Regions from separate parts of the Mus musculus genome. Here regions 1 and 3 are each linked to region 2. The links are chromatin contacts, called in public capture Hi-C and promoter capture Hi-C maps. All regions are on one chromosome and are shown on one strand. Each heading gives the region's core, a stretch centred on a gene start, on an enhancer-like site or on the middle of the called end of the contact. The rest is flanking DNA. Distances are from core to core; before and after follow the strand shown. Region 1 holds the start of Mt3 (metallothionein 3). Region 2 holds the start of 4930513N10Rik (RIKEN cDNA 4930513N10 gene). Region 3 holds the start of Mt1 (metallothionein 1).

Region 1 (4,247 bases), core at 350-2,849, 1.7 Mb before region 2:
ACAGTAAGTCTTGCCTAATCAAGCAAGCTGTATAAGCCCTGGAGGTCCAAGGCCTAAAGCAAAGAAGAAGTGTGAGGCCGGAGCACATGCAGGGCGAATGGAAACAAACTCAAAGCCAGAGCTAGAGTCGCTGGGGCCTGAGATCTGAATGACTCAGCACTGTTAGAATGACTCGGCACCACCATTAGAATGAGCCCCAGCTTCAAGCTCAATGGCACAGGAGGGAGACTCCATCTCCTCTCCTGGTCCTTCTCATCCTCTCCTCCTTTCTTCTTTTCTTCCTTGTTTTTTAACTCCACTGAAACTTAACCTCAAGGATCACGGGTATTGGGTCTACAAAGGAAAACCCTGGGTGGCTGGGGAAAGAACCCGGTTGGTACGTACACTTGCTATGCAAGCATGAGGAGCTGAGTTCTGATGTTCAGCATCCACATGAAAGTCAGGCACAACTGCACATGCTTAGTACCGCAGCACCGGGAGAGGGGGAGCAAGACAGGGAACCCCCAGCCTGCCACCCTTGCTGACCAGCAAGCATCCAGTTCAGCCAGAGACTCCATCTCGAGGCAGTGAGGCAAAGGGTGATAGAGGACACCAATGTCGTCCTCTGGTCTGTACCTGCATGTGCACCGTCACATACCCCAACACACCCCTCCTTGGCCAAGCCATTTTGAAGTCCACTTGTTCAGCTCAGATTTGGAATAGAAGCTCAGTTCTGTCTGATGGACGATTAGAGTAGGGCTGGGTATCTCACCACTGCATCCCACCTCGTCCCAGGGCATCCCACCCCATCCCACCCCTGACAGCCTAACCCTGAGGCCAAGTATGGTGTTGCACATTCATTATCCCAGCACTCAAGAGATTGAGACAGGAGAACCCTGAGTTCAAAGCAGCCAGCTTGGGCTACAAGAGGATTAAGAGTTTGAGATACTCCCATCTCAAAAATAAGTTAAACAAAATAAATAAAAAATAAAGCTAGCATCGGTGGTGTGCACCTTTGATCCCAGCAGCTGGCAGGTGGATACAGAAGGGATTAAGAGTTTAGGTCTTCCTTGGCTGCAAAACAATTTGTATAATTCCTTGGTTACATAAAAAAAAAGACTAGACTGGACTACCTAAGACTCTGTCTCAATAACAAAGAGAAGCAACCTCGAACTACCTCCAAACAGAGAATGGTGGTCCCTAGTGGGTGTCTCTGTAAAATTTATCTGGGCTAAGGAGGTGCTCAGGGTCCTGTAGAAGGGCTTTATAGGAAATATTGGGACAGAAAAGGCCACGAGTCTTCCCACCAAACTGCAGGTGTCAGGTAGGATCTGTCAGGTCTCCCCTTTCTAGCCTTCTTCAAGCATCTTGGGAGCATCTTTGCTGCTGCTGCTGCTGCTGCTGCTGCTGCTGCTGAGATGATCAGCAGCAGGCTCACTGCTCAGCATCCCGTTTGGACCAAACTGATCAAGACAATCTGGGAGAAGAGGGAGAAGAACCTACGGGAAGGGGCAATACTAATTTGTCTCTCTCAACTTGCAAAGATGGTACTGCGCAGGCACCTTCAGGGAGACGGCTGCAGTGGCAAGGAGTGGACAGCGGACAGGCTACTTTGGTCCTACACTCAGTGGAGACTCGGGACAGCAGTGCACACACACGGAGAGCAGGCGCTGTGCGTGCATAGGGGCGGGCGCCAAGTCGCTGCTTGCGCGCCCCCGCCTGGGGCTATAAAAGCCTTGCCACCTGCTGCCCTGGCTACGTAGCGCATCCGCTTGCCGGGAGGAACCAAGCTACGGCGGCTGCTGGACTGGATATGGACCCTGAGACCTGCCCCTGTCCTACTGGTGAGCCCCTTCCCCCTCCTGCAGCACTTTGCCCTTTCCTGGCAAAGAACCCACTCCTCTGTCTTCACTCAAGGACATTTGGGGGAGGAGTCCCTTCCCCCTACCCCCATCTTTAACCCTGTGATGATGATAATCTTCATTTAGGCATGGGGACGCCAGGTTTCCCTAGTATAATTCTTCGTGTGCTCTCTTAGGTGGTTCCTGCACCTGCTCGGACAAATGCAAGTGCAAGGGCTGCAAATGCACGAACTGCAAGAAGAGTGAGTGCACCCCCCCACCCCCAACCCCTGCCATAACCTCCCGCCGCGCCCACCCCACCCCCACCAGACACTATGAAGCAAAGCTTCCTGCTGCAGACCTTCAGATACCGAGGCTATTACAACCAATGTTAATTAACCCAATGTAAGGGGGATATTTTGATGAATTTCCGGAAGCTATTAAGATAGCCGCTTTGAAAGCTGAGCCCCACTCTTCGATTTTTCCAGAGCCCGAGGATCCCCAAGGAAGAATGGGGGGGTCAGCTTTAAAGTTGTAGTGCCTTGGCCCTTCTTAGGCTTTGTGGGGTCTCCTCAATCTGCTCTTTCCAGATTTCAGCGATGTAATATGCTTGGGGTGAGGTGTAGAGGTAGGACCAGCGCTTTCTTCTTCTCGAGTGTGGCTATGCATAGATCTCACGGATGTGCTGGCCTCGACATTATCCCTGCCCCTTCCCTGCTGCAATTCCGTCTCAGTACCTTTTACATTGGCTTGCCTTTTCCACCAGACCTAACTCTCCCTCTGGCCCAGGCCTGAGCCCAGCATTCCCAGGGAATTCCCTAGCACCCACCCAAAGAGCTGTGTGCTAGTTATAGGGTGACTCTCTACAGAGGCCCGGCAGTCACTGCAGTACCATGGATGCTGAGTCAGACCTGATGTGGCAGTATGAAGGGAGAGCCACCTGTCCTGGGCAAAGCCTGATGACTGTCCAGCCTCCCATACTGCTTTCCTCTGCCCTTTGATGGAGACAGATGCCGACATCAGACTGGGCACATATGTGCGCCCGCGCACACACACACACATTTTATCTACAGGCTGCTGCTCCTGCTGCCCTGCCGGATGTGAGAAGTGTGCCAAGGACTGTGTGTGCAAAGGTGAAGAGGGGGCCAAGGCAGAGGCCGAGAAATGCAGCTGCTGCCAGTGAGGACCCAGACCCTCCCACACAGCCTATGTAAATAGTGCTGGGTGTCCCTGGTGGGGCACAACTGTTGTCTTCCCCCCCCCCCCCCCCCCCGCCGGCTGCCTGCTCCGGGGTGTGAATAAATCCCATGCACAACATGAACCCAAGACTGGTCTCTTTTTCAAGTGCGAAGGATGTGGAAGGGTGGGGGAGGCCACTCAAGCCGGAGATTTAGGCTTCCCACCTGTTTGGGACCGGGACAGAGCCCTGGAGACAGTACAGACGTGCATGTGCTCACACACATGTGCACACACACAGATACCGTCATGTGACACTCCATTCTCCTCTGAAGTCCACCTAAGCTCAGAGAGGGAAGATGGCAGGTCAGGCCCATAGAGGTTTATCTGCCCAACCTAGAAACCTTTATCATCTGTATAGAGGGGCTACAGGGAATTAAAATCAGACTCTGGCACCAAACGCTTGTGATTTCTGTAATGTTCTAGTTGTTCCTCCAAAAACTGCCAGCTTTTATATACTGGAGGAGAATCCAGGCTACCCCGGACTTTATCTTGGCAGAACTGTGTCTCCAAGGTCACCTCCTTCCGTAGCCAGCTTGTCTCCCCCAACACAGATTGCTCAGCCCCTTTTCAAAGTCAATTTGGTTTGGCAATTGGTCTACAACTCCGCACCCCACTTCCCAAGGAAAAGAACAGTAATAAGGGCTTGCTTGTTTCCTTAGTTAAAGAAACCGTCAGTCCTTAATAAAGAGAACTCTCAGCCCCATCAGAGCTGCCAGAAACAGGAGAAATGGACTGTGGGAAGGCTGGAGCTACCGTGTAAGGGGCTACAGGGTTATTGTAAACACATCAGCTTTCCTCCATTCCGGACATTCCACTCAAAAGCTCACCACAACCATTGTTTCTCACTCTAATAGGCTGAGTTTTAAGAAGTTTTAAGGTCAGCTTTGAAAAGGAGCTGTAAGAAGCTCTCTCCAGCCTGAAGCCTTCTAGTTCCAAAGTACTGGGAAGTGACTATACAGGCTCTAGACACAGAAAACCCAAAAACAGACCCTTGGGATGATGAGGTGGCTCAGTGGGTAAAGGCACTTGTTCAATCCCCAGAACCCACATAGTAGAAAGAGAAGTTGTCCTCTAACTTTAACACAATCACCACAGAATGTGCATAATCACACATACATACATATGCATGCGTGCATTAATACACACAAACACATATACATAAACAAATAAACACACAAACACATAAAC
Region 2 (3,978 bases), core at 516-3,015:
ACAATCTAACACTGCCCTACTGTCACTTAGTGATCTGAGACAGGACTCTGAACTTGAGGCTACCCTAACTACAAGCCAACCCAACCATAATCCCACTTCCACAGAACCCAACTCCCTCTGCTGAACTCTTCAACACACGGTACTCATACATATGAACAACACACACACAAATAATAAAATAAAGTCACCAAGAATATAAAGCCAACTTCTAAGACTATAATTGTTAAGGGCCTCAAGATGGCTCAAAAGGTAAGAGCATTTGTCACACAAGCATGAGGACCTGAGATCCATCCTTTACATTTCACTAAGCGTCAAAATACTGACTCCTCATATTCTTAGACCTCTCCTCGCATGAGCTATGGCACAAGAATGCTAAACTCACTCACTCGTGTGTGTGTGTGTGTGTGTGTGTGTGTGTGTGTGTTATTCAACAAATTTTAATCTTGGGTTTAAAAAAATACTTTCAGGTATTAGTGACTAGGATCCTCCCCACTCAGCCTTTGTTTTTTCCCACTGTTTTTGTTGCTGAGACAAGGCTTTCACATGTAGCCCAGGCTGTAAAGAAATCACAATGAGCTTCATGCCCCATTCTGTACTGCTGGGATTACAAGCAGCCAGTGTCACCACACCCGGCTAAAGGTCAGATTTGTGTGTGTGTATGTGTGTGCCTCGATTCTAGACTTGCTTCCACTAAACAAACAGCCAGGACCAGGTGAAAAAGAACCAAATTCCCAAGTCAGACCCTCTGCCTGCAAAAAGAACCTTTACTAACATCCTGCCTGCCATTCAGGCCAAGGCCCTGCTTGCTATCATCAGGTCTTCCTGCCATGGGACAACCATCTGTAATGTCCTCACACAGCACTGAAAACAGGTCCCATTTCTACCTCCACCATTTTCACACATGTATACTACTTTTCCAAAGAGAGGTCAGGAGGGAAATGCTGGTATTTTCTCTAATAAGCAGTACACCCACTCAATTATTGGCTGATTGTTGTTGGGTTCCCCCCCCTCTCCATTGTAATCACAAGGGACCGAACTGCAACAAAACCGGAAAACTCAAGTACTGTTACTCGGTTTTGAATAGAGAGGAAAAAGAAGTATATAGGCCCCAAAGAAACTCGACATCTGGGGCTAGAGCTCACTGATACAAGGCCTGCCTGGATTAAATGTCCACGGAAGGTGGGACTGTAATATTTGTCGAGGTGACTTCTGGGGAACGTTTACCTCTCATGAAGCTTAATTTTCCATACAACACTTTGAAAAGCACTTCTTTTCAAAACCTACAAAGCACTCCTCCTGCAAGTAATGTCTGTGAGCACAGGTGGGTGAGCTCCCTCCCGGACCTGGTGGCATGGCCAAATGTGTTTGCTTATTAGCCTTAGGCTTAACCTAAGATCTCTCCAAGATCTGCACCAAATCAAGACCCACAAGCATTCTGCTCACTGGTGGGCATCTGCCGGTAGTTGCCGGTTGGAGGGTTGGGGGCGTTGGGACAGGCAGAACCAACACTACCAACCGCACAGGGACCTAGGTGACTTAAGTTGGGGGGCTATCGACTTGTTAGAAAGTGCGAGCGCCGGGGCGCGCGAGTGGAACAAAAAACCTGTAGCGAGAAGGGTAACACGGAAGTGCTCACTCCCGCCCGCCCGCCCCTCCCACCGCCAAGCAGCCAAAAGCGAGGGGCTTGACAACGTGCTGGGGGGCGCAGGAGGGGAGGGAGTCCCCGGAAAGCGCTACGAATCGGCAGCAACTCCAAACCCGCCCCCTGGCCCGCCCGCCCAGCGAGGAACCTAGGTAGGCCGCGGGCGCCCGCGCCCATAGCCCCCCATCCGGGAGCCCGGGAGGAAAGGGACAGTTGAGGAGCTCGTGCGCTCCGAGGAGGCTGCAGCCCTGCGCGCGCGGCGAGCCGAGGCCCTGGGATCCGAACTGCCACCTCCGCCGCCGCCATCCTCGAAGCCTCCAGGCAAGGCCTCCAGGCCGAGCCGCTCCGGAGCTGCTCACCCGCGCCCGGGCGCTCCGAATCCAGGAACGTGAGCCCCCGGTCTCCCTTCTCCAAGAGAGCAAAGCCGCCGCGAGCGGGCCGAGTCCGTCCCCTCCCGCCTTGGCTCCACGTCTCCGGCTCGCCTGCCCGAGTCCCGACGCCCCGGGAAAAGGCTTCCAGGGTCCCCAGTCCACCCCACCCCCGGTACCGCTCCCACCCGGACCCGCGTCCCGAGCTTGACACTCCCAGCCTCCGCCACCTCCAACCGCAGCCCCAGCCCGCCTCACCTCAGTCGGCTCCCGCAGCGCTGGACACAGGAAACTCCTGGGTCCTCGACTCCGGCTCTCCTCGACCCCCCTCTTCGGTTAACTCCGCTTGTTTTCTCGACAAAATGGCGCCCGAGGTCGCGCGCTCACGTCGCGGCCTTTCCCCTCCCAGTTCCCATTTCACCATTCGCTGCCCGCTTTGGCGGAGGGATGGCCCTAGCGCCCAGCCAATGGCCGCGCGCTGACCGCAACGGCGGTCCAATCGCCGATGGGTACCCGCGGATTTAAACCAATCACACACTAATCACTCGCAGAAGTCGAGGAAGAAACCAGGCTCCTGCTAGCAACCACCAATCCAGACTCCTAGTTTGCGGGGCTCAGGCCAATTGCCGCTCATCAGCCCTGGGACTGGGTCCGAGTCTGGGCGCCTGCGCACCCGGGTGTAAGCCAATGGTTAGACGTTGGGAACTTCGATTTGGGACTCGAAGACATAAGCCTTCGAGGTGTTCGACCTATGGGGACTGGCTGGTCATTGCCTCCGGGAAACAAAAAAATACGGAAGGGAGCTCGTTAATGCATTGCCACCCTGCGCACAAACTACTCTAACTTAGAGACAGGGTGATGCTCGTCTACTTTCCTTCGTCTTTCGAAATGTCACGGTCCGAGAGGCTGTGCGGGTTCCCAGCGGAAGCATTGTCCACCCCTCGGATCTCTTTAGCAAGGAGCACCAGTCATCAGAAGGCGTCAGACGCGGGGCAAAGTTGAGGTCCTTTGCATCCTGGGTTATGTAGTCGCACGCCCCGCCTATTCCTGTCGCAAAAGTAACGTGGTCTCTTCCATCACTGTCTGCGCCCTAGAGCAGCAATGCATGCTGGAGAATGTAGTCTCCCAGATGCCCACCTAATCCTGGCTCTTTTAAAGTTTGTTTTCCATTTGTCTTTTGAAGCAGGGACGCTTTGCAGAGATATAGAAACAGAAGTTCTCCTCCTGCTCTTGGCTATTCTCAAGGATGCCAATGCCTTTTGCTTCTTGGATAAAAGGCTACGTTATCCACTGTGTCCTCCTATCTTTTAGACTTTTTGTTTGAGTTTTGAAACAAGGTCTCTTTCAGTTAACCCAACTGTAGTCCAGGCTGGCCTGAAACATACTAAGAAGCATAAATTGACCTTGAGCTCCTTGCAATCTTCCAAAATACTGAGATGATAATAGACGTAACCTCTCATACCAGTACTATTTGAACTTTAAAGAGATGTGTTAAAGACTTTTATTACTTATTTTACGTGTACAGGCGTTTGCTTGCATGTAAATCTATGCACCATGCATGTACAATGTCCTCAGAGGTCAGAAGAGGATGCCCGTCCCTCTGGAAGTGAACGGTTGTGAGCCACTGGGTGGGTCCTCTGGAAAAGCAGCCAGCTCTTGTAATCTCTGTGCCATCTTTCCAACCCCTAGATGAAAAAAAAAAAGTGTCTGAGTGCTTGCCTATATATATGTTCACCTAGAGAGTGTGGACCTGGTACCCAGGAAGGCATTGGATGCCCCGGGACTGAGATGAGAGTCTCAGCAGTAAAGTTGTAAGCTGCTCTATGAGTGCTGGAAACCCACCCCTGCACCTCTGCAAAAACAGCTCCTCTCCAGCCCCCATCTTGAACTTTTTTTATCAATGTTTTATTTGTGCAATTTAGCAATATGGGGGTTGTTTCGTTTTGTGGGTTTTGTTTTCTTTTGTTG
Region 3 (3,957 bases), core at 690-3,189, 1.6 Mb before region 2:
ATATGTGGTCCAGCAGAAACATCTCCGTATGCATCCAGAAAACAAGGAAGAGGCAGAATAAAGGACTTGGGCATCTTTGTGCCAGAGCACACCTCAGCCTGACTTGTACCCTAGGAGCCAGCAGTCCCTGCCTTTGCAGAATCACTGATGTCTCTGACGTGAGATCTCTGCTTAGGAGTTGCCCTTGAGTGCTTGGAATTTGTCTCTAGCCCAGGCTGAAATCCTCTGCTCTTTCCAAGCCCAGTCCTTAGCTACTTAAAACCAGTAAATTCATGAGATCTGGAGAGAACTGACCAACATTAGTCAAGCAAGAATTCTGGTTTTTTTGTTTGTTTGTTTGGTTTTGGTTTTTGGTTTTTCGAGACAGGGTTTCTCTATATAGCCCTAGCTGTCCTGGAACTCACTTTGTTGACCAGGCTGGCCTCGAACTCAGAAATCCGCCTGCCTCTGCCTCCTGAGTGCTGGGATCAAAGGCGTGCGCCACCAACACCCGGCTTGTTTTTTTTTTTTTTTTTTAATCTTTAATCACTTCCTTATTAACTTTTGAAATAGGATCTCATTTGTGTGGCCCTGGCTGGCCTTGAATTTTGCAGAGATCATCTGCCTCTGACTTCTAAGAGCTGAGATTAAAGAGCTACCCTAAGGCAAGAATTTAACTGTATAGATAAAGACTCAGTTCCAAATGAAGGTTTTTTTTTGGATCTTCCCACGCAGAGGGTATTGCTGTGTTGTCTCCTCCAAGAGGAAATATCCGGAGGAAGGAGAAACGCCCTGGGTAATATTATACTACCAAACCAGTGGGTTGATAATAGAAAGACACTTGTATCTAAACCACCATGAAGGAGGAGGAAGAGGAGGAGGGGGGAGGAGGAGAAAAAGGAAGAAGAGAGGAGAAAGAAGGGGAGAAGAACGGAGAAGAGGAGGAAGAAGAGGAGGAAGAGGGAGAGGGGGAAGAGGAGGGGGAAGTGTGTGTGTGGGGGGGGGGAGTGTCATAGCCCAGCACCTGGTGCCTTCTCTGCCTACAGATGAACTTTGTACAGAATCACAGCAAGAGAACGTGGGACAAATACAGGAGCGTTAGTGCCAGGCAGTGCTGGTTCACAGCCGTTGTACTACTGACTGGATATATGGCCTGGGCAAGTCACTGAACCTCTGAATCCTCTGTCCTTGTGTGTAAATAGAATTTGCATCTCTCTATAGGTATTAAATGAGAAATTGGTTTAACTCCTGGTTCTGGCATAATAGACATATTGCTGGTGGTGGTTCTACCACAGTTAAGCAAAAACCTGCCCAAAGTCGTATAGCTCAGAAGTGATGGTATGCATGAGCCAACAGTGTAGCTGTTCTCTTGCCCAGGACACAAGGCCTGCCTGACAGCAGACTCTAATGTTACTCAAAATCAGAAGCATTAAAAAAAAAAGAAAGAAAGAAATAGCTGACTTTATTTTTTTTATCTAATGCAGTCCCCACCTAAAATGATCTCTCTGGAGGGAGGGTACCTTGGTTTTTAAAACCAGCCTGGAGTAGAGCAGATGGGTTAAGGTGAGTGACCCCTCAGCCCTGGACATTCTTAGATGAGCCCCCTCAGGAGTAGAGAATAATGTTGAGATGAGTTCTGTTGGCTAAAATAATCAAGGCTAGTCTTTATAAAACTGTCTCCTCTTCTCCTAGCTTCGATCCAGAGAGAGACCTGGGCGGAGCTGGTCGCTGCTCAGGAACTCCAGGAAAGGAGAAGCTGAGGTTACCACGCTGCGAATGGGTTTACGGAGATAGCTGGCTTTCCGGGGTGAGTTCTCGTAAACTCCAGAGCAGCGATAGGCCGTAATATCGGGGAAAGCACTATAGGGACATGATGTTCCACACGTCACATGGGTCGTCCTATCCGAGCCAGTCGTGCCAAAGGGGCGGTCCCGCTGTGCACACTGGCGCTCCAGGGAGCTCTGCACTCCGCCCGAAAAGTGCGCTCGGCTCTGCCAAGGACGCGGGGCGCGTGACTATGCGTGGGCTGGAGCAACCGCCTGCTGGGTGCAAACCCTTTGCGCCCGGACTCGTCCAACGACTATAAAGAGGGCAGGCTGTCCTCTAAGCGTCACCACGACTTCAACGTCCTGAGTACCTTCTCCTCACTTACTCCGTAGCTCCAGCTTCACCAGATCTCGGAATGGACCCCAACTGCTCCTGCTCCACCGGTAAGACTCCCGATCCTTGGTCTTTAGAATACCAAGTTGGGACCGCAGAGCGGAATCCCCGAGTTGTAGAGGCTTGGCGGGAATAGGCACCTTTAGTTGGCGATTCATTCCGGTTCTTTCTAGAATCCGCTCTTGCAAAAGCCTTCATTAGTTACGAGTATTGTCGAACGGGTCCTTTGGCGGGGTTGGGGCTAGGATTTAGACGCGCAAATGTCCGGTTCCTGATCACCCAGTTAGTGGGGACATCTGGGTTGAGTCCCAGGCATTACTAAACTTACTGTGAATTGCTTGAATTAAGAAAGAGGTGAAGGACCTTTATGTCTTGGGACTCAAAGACATAATCCCTGACTTAACCTGTGAGGAGAAAAGTGGGGCTAGGCTCCCTGCAGCTCCGAGGAGGACTTAGTGAACTGAGCCGGGACTCGTGGTGTTGGCCACTGCTGTAATGCTGCCTCCCTCATGCTGTCTTCTTTCTCCTCCCCAGGCGGCTCCTGCACTTGCACCAGCTCCTGCGCCTGCAAGAACTGCAAGTGCACCTCCTGCAAGAAGAGTGAGTTGGGACACCTTGGGTGGCGGCTAAGGCTAGGGGCGGGGAACTCCTACAAAACTGGCTCTGAGAAATGTCCTTTGCTTCCCGGAGGCCATTGTATTGTCTCGGGGACAGAACTATACAGAGAACTATTTAAAAAAACCGAGGTCTTCTCTGTTGGGGACAGGAAGCAGAGGTCTTCAGCCAGGCTGACCTCTTCCTCCTCCTTTCTAGGCTGCTGCTCCTGCTGTCCCGTGGGCTGCTCCAAATGTGCCCAGGGCTGTGTCTGCAAAGGCGCCGCGGACAAGTGCACGTGCTGTGCCTGATGTGACGAACAGCGCTGCCACCACGTGTAAATAGTATCGGACCAACCCAGCGTCTTCCTATACAGTTCCACCCTGTTTACTAAACCCCCGTTTTCTACCGAGTACGTGAATAATAAAAGCCTGTTTGAGTCTAACTCTGGTTTTCTTGGTGTGGTTTGGCAATAAGAAACTGGGGTGACTTGATAGTCTGGGGATCTGGTTTTGGACCCCCTCGTGCCTTTACCTCCCGCCTCTGGCCCTCACAGAGGGGTAATGTCTTTGGGTAAAGCCAAGCTATCCCATAAGCTTCCTCATGGAAAACAGCTGTGTGCCTGGTCAGGTCTTGTGTTAGGGGAAGGGAGGGAGGGAGGGTGGTCCTGGAAGACTTGATGTCCCATCCTGGAAGCACAGAAAATCTTATCATTTATATTCTCTTTGGATTCTGGTTTCCTCTCACATTGTTGGGTATAAGGAGGTGGGTATGAAAATTAACATAGGGTGTCTCGTATGCTAGGCAGGGACTAACACTGAACTAGATTCCAGAGGGGCTTTCTTGGCTGTTTTGACACAAGTTGCTTACCTTGTCCTAGAACTCATTCTGCAGTCCAGTCTGACCTTGAGTTTTTGATTCTCCTGCCTCAGCTTCCCAAGTACCTGGGATTACAGGAGTGACTGTGTCACCAGGCCATCTCCTATTCAGCCACCAAATGCAGACACTATTGCATATGCCATCAAGATTTTGCTGAAAGGACCCTGATAAAGCTGTCTCCTGTGAGGCTTTGCCAGTGCCCAGCAAACACAGAAGTGGATGCTCACAGTCAGCTATTGGATGGAACACAGGGCCCCCAATGGAGGAGCTAGAGAAAGTACCCAAGGAGCTAAAGGGATCTGCAACCCTATAGGTGGAACAGCAATCTGAACTAACCAGTACCCC

What was found. Promoter capture Hi-C pulls out the DNA fragments that hold promoters and counts their contacts. Capture Hi-C pulls out chosen DNA fragments and counts their contacts.
Region 1: a capture Hi-C map of macrophages shows a contact between it and region 2, with 5 times the contacts expected there. The contact joins the promoter of Mt3 here to the promoter of 4930513N10Rik in region 2. A contact is called at or near these places in 1 of 39 promoter capture datasets (pre-B cells) and 1 of 9 other capture datasets (macrophages).
Region 3: a contact with region 2 is called in a promoter capture Hi-C map of liver, with 2.8 times the contacts expected there. The contact joins the promoter of Mt1 here to the promoter of 4930513N10Rik in region 2. A contact is called at or near these places in 2 of 39 promoter capture datasets (the C10 cell line and liver) and 1 of 9 other capture datasets (liver).

What each region holds. Positions count from the first base shown.
Region 1 is chr8:94,151,008-94,155,254 of GRCm38.p6, forward strand. It overlaps Mt3 (metallothionein 3), which reads left to right and starts at 1,600. Exons shown (of 3, transcript NM_013603.2): 1 at 1,600-1,823; 2 at 2,018-2,083; 3 at 2,894-3,141. The coding sequence starts at 1,793. The coding sequence ends at 3,003.
Region 2 is chr8:95,805,065-95,809,042 of GRCm38.p6, forward strand. It overlaps 4930513N10Rik (RIKEN cDNA 4930513N10 gene), which reads left to right and starts at 1,766. Exons shown (of 4, transcript NR_015574.3): 1 at 1,766-3,978. It overlaps Cnot1 (CCR4-NOT transcription complex, subunit 1), which reads right to left and starts at 2,381. Exons shown (of 49, transcript NM_001372353.1): 1 at 2,269-2,381.
Region 3 is chr8:94,177,150-94,181,106 of GRCm38.p6, forward strand. Mt1 (metallothionein 1) reads left to right here and starts at 1,940. Exons shown (of 3, transcript NM_013602.3): 1 at 1,940-2,189; 2 at 2,674-2,739; 3 at 2,953-3,178. The coding sequence starts at 2,162. The coding sequence ends at 3,044.